Regions from separate parts of the Pan troglodytes genome. Here region 1 is linked to region 2. The links are chromatin contacts, called in public Hi-C maps. All regions are on one chromosome and are shown on one strand. The core of a region is the stretch at or near the end of the contact, and the rest is flanking DNA. Distances in the headings are between cores, read along the strand shown.

Region 1 (4,706 bases), core at 1,526-4,025, 200 kb before region 2:
GCAGGGATCAGAATCTGAAGGTTAAAGAGTTGTTTCTACAGACTGCGGGATGTGACTGTGAAATTTTTAAAAGAAGAATGAATCATCATTGCACAGTTGGATTTGCAGTGGCTGGGTCATTAAAGAGCAGTATAAACTATGAAGAACAGGAAGAAGGTTCGCCTTGGGACCCGGAAATCACTAAGGGTCTCTTGCAGGAGTCTGAGTGAGAGATGCCGAGCAAACTAAAGATTATAGCAACAGAGATAAGGAGAGAGTCAGTAGAAATGGAAAATTTGGGGTCAACTTGACTCCAAGACCAGATGTGGGGACTGTGAGGAGAAGGAAGGAGTGCCAGAAGATTCCCACATTTCTAGCTGGGGCAACTGGTAGTGGGGGAGTTTCAGTAGAGATGAAGATTAAAAAAGAGGATCAAACTGGGGACATGAGACAATCAGTACTATTAGGATTGAGGTCCTTATGTAACACCTATGTGGCGCTACCTAGAAAGAACTGAATAGATAAATATGGAACACAGGAAGGGATCTGATCAAAGGAGGTCAATTTGGGAAAAGACAATAATAAACGTTTAAAGTAAATTATGAAACATATTATTGCTGGAAATACTCTTGTACTACAAAGAACACAATTTAAAGTCCAAGAACTGTGCAAACCCTTAATAAATATGTTTTTAATATTCAGTGATAAAATGATTGAATAAAAGCTGTTACAGCGTAGCAAAAAGTTCCTATCCAATTTTTATAGTGTGAGTGTGTGTGTATGCCTGTGTGTTTATACATGTGTATGTATCTGTGTAGCTAGACATACACACAGACACTTATGTAAACATTAACGATATATGATAACTGTATATCTGCATTAGTCTGCTAGGGCTGTCATAAATACCACAAACTAGGTGGCCCCCAAAAAAACAAATTAGGCTGGGCATACCGTGGCTCACGCCTGTAATCCCAGTACTTTGGGAGGCCGAAGTGGGCGGATCACCTGAGGTCAGGAGTTCAAGATCATCCTGGCCAACATGGTGAAACCCTGTCTCTACAAAAGTACAAAAATTAGCCGGGCATGATGGCGGGTGCCTGTAATCCCAGCTACTCGGGAGGCTGGGGCGGAAGAATCACTTGAACCGGGCAGAGGTTGCAGTGAGCTGAGATCGTGACATTGCACTCCAGCCTGGGCAACAGAGCGAGACTCCGTCTCAAAAAAAAAAAAAAAAAAAAAAAAAAAAAAAGAAGTTAATTTTTTCATAGTTCTGGAGGATAGAAGCACAAGATAAGGTGTGGTCAGTGTTGGTTTCAAGGTGAGACCTTTCTTCTTGGCTTGTAGGTAACTCGCTATGACTTCAGATGGTCTTTCCTCTTTGACAGAGCAGAGAGAGAGGGAGTGGGGTTTGGGGGAGAGATAGATATCTCTGGCGTGTTTTCTCTTCTTATAAGGAACCTAGTCCTATTAGATTAGGGCCCAACCTTTTAAATCTCATTTAACCTTATCACCTCCTTATATGTCCTGTCTTCAAATACAGCCATATTGTGGGTTAGGGCTTCAATATATACATTTTTGGGAAGACATAATTCAAACTATAAAAACATTAGTGCATTTGACTTTCAAACTGACTTTTTCTCTGAGAAAAGATAGACTGTAAAAATGAGAGATTGCTGTGAGTCATAAAAGAGGAAGCCTACGTATAAGGAGAGATATGTTTGCTGAATCTCAGAGCTAGAGTTTGCTCATTTATAAAATGAGGCCCAGTGCGGTGCCTCATGCCTGTTATCCCAGCACTTTGGGAGACCGAGGCAGAAGGATCACTTGAGCCCAGGAGTTGGAGACCAGCCTAGGTAACATAGCAAGACCCCTTCTCTATAAAAAAATTTTTTTAAAAAAATTACCTGGGCGTGGTAATGCAGGCCTGTAGTCCCAGCTACTCCAGAGGCTGAGATGGGAGGATCTCCTGAGCGTGGGGGTGGTAGCTGCAGTGAGCTGTGCTCATGTCACTGCACTCTAGCTTGGGCGGCAGAAGGAAACCCTGTCTCAAAATAAATAAAATAATGTGAGTATAATTATTTCTACTGATTCTGTCAGAATACAAGTATATTCTCACAGACTTTTTCCCCCCATTTTGGAGAGGGTCAGATCCAATTGCAAAGAGATAAAACTTTATTAGCGAATGGGCTTAATCAACTACCCTTTATTGCTCTGTGAAAACCAGGCTGTAAAAGCCAGAAATGGTGGACGTCCCACAGCAGTGTCATTCCATGAAGATGTAAACTTAAAGCAGAGATTGTTTGTGGAAAACTGTGTTGCATTCTTGGCATGTGCGCACTTGCAGAGATGTTAACTTTCACTTATGATTATTTTAATGTAGGAGCTAATCCCCGTGTATTCTGCGCCTGCTCTGTTTTACACCTTTGTACACTCGGCTTTTGTTTGGTCCCAGCCTCTGAGTTGGTGTTCCTTGTAAAATCTCCTTGGAGTAGGGAAGCCCTCGCCCTGGCGGCCAGGTGACAGAGACAGGGTGGGAACCTGCCGAGCCTTGAGGGCGCGGAGCCTCTGCATACCATTCCCCTCCCACCACCATCCCATGCTGGGAGGCGGAGAGGGCTGCAAACTTCGCTCCAATCCGCAGCCAGCCTTCCCCGGGGTCCCCCTGCAGGGTGACCCGCCCGCTGCAAAGCGAGTTGGAGAAACTTTGCAAAGTTCCGCGTCAGAGCCTGGGGAGGCAAAGTGCTCCCCCGCCTCCCCGGCGTTCCCCCTCCCTCTGCCCCCGCCTCCCGGTCCTCGCACAGCCGGGAGCACCCGTGATAGGACGAGCCCCGGGCGTGCATTGTGTATATGCAAACCGGAGCCGGGCTCCCCACAGCTGCCCGACCCGGGCCTGGGCTGTGGCTGTGACTGGCGCTGCCGTGGGCGCCGCAGCCCTCGCGGGAGCCGGACGCGGTAATGCCCCAGCGGCGCAGCGGGCGGCTGCGTCCCTGAGCCGCTATATAAGCGCGGCAGGGGACACCCGGAGGGGCTGAAGATGAAGGTGCCCGCGCATGGGCCCCCGCTGATTGCCAGTCCCTCCCGACCCCGCGCCCCGCGCGGAGCCCGAGGCCGCCGAGGACCCGCCTTCGCCGCAGTAGCAGCTGGAGCAGCGACAGAGGCGGCAGCTGCGGCGGCGGCGGCGGCGCCCGCGCCCCTCGCGCCAGCGCGTAGAGCGGCGGCGGCAGCTCGGGGGCCGCCACTGCCCCGGCTGCCATGAGTTGTGCGGAGGTGATGTATCACCCCCAGCCGTATGGAGCGTCCCAGTATCTGCCCAACCCCATGGCAGCGACAACCTGCCCCACAGCCTACTATCAGCCGGCGCCCCAACCTGGCCAGCAGGTGAGTCACCGGCCGGGCAGCCTGCTGGGGGCGGGGGCGAAGGGCATCGAGAGTATCGGTCTGGGGCTCGGCGACGTCCCGCCGGCACGCGTGGCGCAGAGGATGCTCTGGGACCTGCGGGAGCGACCTTGAGCAGAAAGCCATCCCGAGAGAGCCGGGAAGGGAGAGCAGCGGGGTGGACGGGTGGGTGAGGCATGACCTAGCTGGGGGCTTCATTGAGCTGTGGTCACCGGAGCTCAGAGGCTGCTCCTCCTAGGCACCCTAGCTCTTAGGACTCAGTTCTCTGAAGCTCACCAAGGGCATCTATCTTAGGACCATGTGAGTAAACTTCCTTTCAACCAACTATTTTGTTTATTTGGAAAGATGGAATGTTTCAGGGTTTTATTGATGAGGAAGATGAAGTGCGCTGACAGAGGTAGGGGAGGCTACCTGGAGAGTGAGTTCACGAAATGATCTGGGACTTTCATGGGGGAACACTGGTCTAGCATAATGTCTATCGGGTGTTACTAGAACTTCTCCACAGAGTCTTTCTCCCGGTGACTGTGACTTAGAGGACAGGGATGGATTCCAAGGTTCTTCATTCATTTTTTAATTCCAGCAAAGCACAGAGTTTGTACGTGTTCAGTCTGTTGACAGTGTGTCCCTCGGCCAAAAGGTTACCTTGAATCTCTGGATGCTGAGTCTCCACTCTTCCAAGAGTAACTGAAGATGTCCATAATAAGGGGTCGTGAACTGAGGAGATGATATAGTTACTTTAGAAGGAACAGTCGAGTTCTGGGGAATTTGGCACGAGGCGCCCTTGGACATTACTCTCTGGATACAACGGAGAGTGTGCCAAGGCTTAGTTAGTGCTACATTAAAATAAAAAATGTATGTGGCAAGGGCTGTACCAAAATAGAGTCCACCTCAGACTATGGGAATTAGGGTGGGTGGATTTGGAGAAACTTAAAAAAATATAACTAGATTTGGTTAGGAAATTACCATCCATAGAATATATTGATTTATTTCTTTTTACTTTCTTAGGTACCACATGTTTTATTGCAAACCTTCATAGGTTTGGGCTCTTAATTAATCTGACATTTTACTTTCTGTATTTCCTCTACTTCTGTCTCTTTGCTAGAATTACAGTGCTACTCTTTAGAAAGAAATCTAACTTTCCGTTTAGAATTTAGGAACTATGAAATTCAGCTAATTCTGGAAGGGTACATGCCCCAGATTCATCTGCTAAATAGTACCAGCTTAACCAGGACCAATTAGGGCAAAAGAGAAAGGAGCCCTACTTTCTTGCTATCCTCTTTAAAAAAAAAATATTTAGCAGCACCAGCATTTCAAAGCATCTCTGATATTAC
Region 2 (4,090 bases), core at 488-2,987:
AGCCCACCCTCACTCATTTTTTGGCTCGTAGGCCTCTTCTTCCATCGTAAAAGCCACAAACTTCACATCTTTCTGACCCTTCTTCAATTGTTGAATCTCTATCTCTGACCCAGCAGGGGAAGGTCCTCTTTTAAGAACTCAGATTTGGCTGAACAGAATAATTTGAGATGAGGTTCTCATCTTTGGGTCTTTACCTTAGATGCATCAGCAAATTCCTTTTTGCTTTGTAAGGTAGAATATTTACAGGTTTCAGAGATTAGGATATAGACATCTTTGGAGGGCGTATACTACAGAGCAGAAATGTAGCACAAGATTATGGCATATTAGCACCGCAGGTCTGAGTGACTGTGGTTGGTATCATCACTCCAATTCTTGTCAACATTATTAATTGGATCTTTATTTTCATGCTTATTCAGAAGTTTAAAAATTATCTGAATCAAAAATCTGGCATCTCCACAGGGTGGGAAAATAACCTTGTTTTTTTCTTGAGTTCCTCAGAAAGCCTGTAGAATTTTCTAGTTTGTTCTCTAGAGCAAGCAGTTTGGAGGATGTTATAAATATTTTTGCCAGTTCTTGCAACAAAGAAAATTCAAAAAACATTATTTTGCGCTAGAAAGAGCTTTTAGTTTGTATTTAAGCCTTTTTTCTTTTGAAATAACTTAAAAATTTGATATTGCATGTTAGGTGTATTGAAAGGAACACTGGCTATTTAGTTAAAGAAAAAACTAGCATGTATATATAATGTGATCTTAGCTTATTCACTTAATCTCTGTTATGCTTTGTTTTCTCACTTACGTCCATTCTTACCACATCTCATCATGTGTGTGTGAGGGTCAAATATACAGATGTTAGATTTGTAAGCAGTACAATGCTATACAAATTTTGGTTCTGAATAATAATTTCTTCTCTTAGCACTCACTGGATAGGGTATTATTATTTCCTTTTAATTAAAATAGTAAAGGCATGCACACATAAACACACAGGGAAAAGTGACTTGAGGTCGTTCATGAGATAGTTCTGGAACTTTCACTTTTGCTATCTTTCCCTCTGCTGCTTTTCTTTATTTGGAGCCACTTCTTTAAAAATTCCAAATTCTCTCTTAAGATGGGGCTTAGGCCTGGAGTAGAAAAGGTGTTAAATTCCTCACTAGGGCAGCCTATATTAAAGTCTTGAGGCCCTTGGGATTGACAATGAAAAGCCCTCATCCTACGTCTCCTTTGAAACAGCTGTTTGAAAAGGAATGCTCTCACAGCAAGTTACAGACACTGAGAACAAGATTTGTAGTTGAAAAAGTGAATTTGCCTTTTGAGTTTGCTTTTAAGCAGGAAGGTAAGTAGGGAGAGGGGTCTAGAGAAATTTCCACAGTTTCTTTGTTTTTTGCTTATTTATGCTCACATTGGTCAATATTTTAATTAGAAAAATAATTTCTGCTAAAGCTTTGTGCATAGAGAAAATACAATTGGAATTTTGATAAATTATAAAAGAAATGGCATGTGGCTGGCTTTTCATAGCACCTTTACTTTGAGGCTCAGAGCACCTGCTCCATTTCAGATCATATAATCCACCCCACAGGAGCACGTAATACTTCCCAAAAGACTCCTCTGCCAGAGAGCTAGTGATAAATCCCTCCTCAGCCAGACAAGTTGGCCTTTATTTTTTGTATTGCTGTGGGCATCTCACATGACATTCCCAAATAAGGCATTGTACTACAAGCCTGCTATGATCACTAGTAATGACTTAACTGCAAAGGAATTATTATAGTATGAATAACAGTGGTTTACACTGTGAATGTCCTAGCTACTCCAGGAATGCCAAAGCAACAAACATAAAGTGCTGCTCATTCGCCAGTTTGAAAGAGTTTGAAAGAATAAAAGTCAGAACACTACAACTGCTGCTAATCCGTAAACACTGATTGTCCATTCAACACAGGAAGCAAAACAAATGTAAAATAAGTGATGGCATTAGCCATTGTGCTGTGTGCGAAGGCAATTATATTAAGGGAATAAAAAAAAAGACTAAATTCAAATACAAGCCATTTGGGAAGAAAAAGATTTTTGCCTTCAAACCTATTAAGTAGAAAATGTATGTGCATTTTGACTTTGGCTTTTGGACTGATCACATTACCACTGTTATGAGGCATATTCTTGTTCCACATACTCATATCTGGCATTAGAGATGAATGGTATAGAAGTACAAAATTAAATTTATGTTTTTAGTTATATTGTTATACCTCTGTTTATTTTCAAAAAGGATTTGTATTAGATTGCAAAATTAAGCATAACAATTTTAAAAAGCATACAAAACTAATTAAAAGGAACAAATATTAAATAACACCATTTGCTGTGTGGCATGTGTGGTTAAAAATAATTAGTTTACCCACCCGATGTTCAACAAATATTCCAATTATATATGTACACCTCAAATAGTCATTTATTTATTGAACTGATGTTTACCTTCTAGAATTGTAGCTTACAGTTAAACATCATAGATGAGATATAACCTTTGTATAGCATTATAAATTAGGGCAGTGAATTTTGCGGGCATTCATTTCACAGGAAAAGGAAACATGAGAAAAACGTCTCAATCTAGAGAATGAATTAATGCTTCTTAGTCTCTATAATTTAAAATTGATAATGTCAAAAAGAGGGCTTTTCATACTGTAACAGGCAAACTTTAGTTTATAACGGTGAATGAACACTGATTTTCATAAGTAAAAGGCAAACACATGTTTTGCCAGCTTATTTTAAAGCATTTTTGGGCTTGAAAAATAAAATGGATGTGGGGAACCTCTAAATTATTTCATATCTACTGGGGCACTGGGGCATTCCTTTTTATTTTTTTCCTATTTATTTATTTATTTATTTTTTTGAGACGGAGTCTTGCTCTGTCACCCAGGCTGGAGTGCAGTGGCACGATCTCAGCTCACTGCAACCTCCGCCTTACTGGGACATTCCTTTTACCCAGGTACCCTTTCCACTAGAAGTGATCCCAGTTAGATTTAATTGTTTTCTTTCATGATAACTTGTACCACTTGTCCAAACACCTATACTACTTCTCATGATATCATACATCTAAACATCGGCATTGCAAAGTCTTGGCAAGTCAGATGAATGAAAGTAGTAAGGTATCTGGAAGGTTGTGGATGTCTTCCAGAATTGCAGTTACCCATAGAGATTTATTGGCAACTAGCCTACCAGATGGGCTGTGGGCTGTGAATTGTACTTCTTTAGTGCTTAGAACAATGTTCCATACACTTCTCTTTCTATCTAGGTTTTTGTTGTTGCTGTTTTAATTTTTCACATCATCTTTAACACTGACCTGCAATGATTCTGAATAGTTTTACTTTTTTTTTTTTTTTTTTGAGACGGAGTCTCACTCTGGTCGCCAGGCTGGAGGGCAGTGGCGCCATCTCGGCTCAGTACCACTTCTGCCTCCCCAGTTCAAGCGATTCTCCTGCCTCAGCCTCCCGAGTAGCTGGGACTATAGGCGCCCGCCACCACGCCCGGCTAATTTTTGTATTTTTAGTAGAGATGGGGTTTCACCATGTTGGCCAGGATGGTCTCAATCTCTTGACCTCGTGATCCGCCTGCCCTGGCCTCCCAAAGTGCTGGGATTACAGGTGTGAGCCACCGCACCCGGCCTCTATCTAGGTTTTAACACTCAGTTGCTCCCCTATGGGACAAGAGATAACTATTACTTAAGATTCTTGAATAATTGCCAGAAAGGAATTGACTCTGAGAATTGCCTCTTTATAGATTCTCATAGGGTACAAAAAGCCCAATTGTTTAAGCTGGAGGTTAGAGACTGGGCTCATACGAACAACACAATAACAATCTAGAAGACAATAATAGCTATCTATATAGTTATCATCTGAGGGATAGGGGTAGAAAGTAGAGGGATCTATCAAACCCCATTGTGACATGCTTAAAAGAGAATTAATATTAATATTAATAACCTTAGATCACCGAAATTAAGTAAAGTCCATACCACAAAACATAGCAATAAATTTCATGTCTTAGTCACAATACATTTCCAAAGTATTTTCTCACTTTTTAAGCTAGGTCGGAGGTTGATAACTTATGGACTATAG

Evidence for each region. A called contact is a pair of places that touch in the nucleus more often than the background predicts.
Region 1: a Hi-C map of stem cell-derived neural progenitor cells shows a contact between it and region 2, with 2.8 times the contacts expected there. The contact joins the promoter of VGLL3 here to the enhancer-like site in region 2. A contact is called at or near these places in 1 of 7 Hi-C or Micro-C datasets (stem cell-derived neural progenitor cells) and 1 of 1 datasets of contacts at active chromatin or transcription factors (stem cell-derived excitatory neurons).

The regions. Positions count from the first base shown.
Region 1 is chr2:91,291,358-91,296,063 of NHGRI_mPanTro3-v2.0_pri, reverse strand. It overlaps VGLL3 (vestigial like family member 3), which reads left to right and starts at 2,775. Exons shown (of 4, transcript XM_054680809.2): 1 at 2,775-3,357. The coding sequence starts at 3,232.
Region 2 is chr2:91,093,263-91,097,352 of NHGRI_mPanTro3-v2.0_pri, reverse strand. No RefSeq gene overlaps it. Among named protein-coding and RNA genes, the nearest start is that of VGLL3, 200 kb to the left of the region's middle. Within about 2 kb of position 1,737, at least 6 of the 24 cell types and tissues checked have an H3K27ac peak or open chromatin away from gene starts, as enhancers often do. A contact at or near this core is called in stem cell-derived neural progenitor cells, where this site is marked.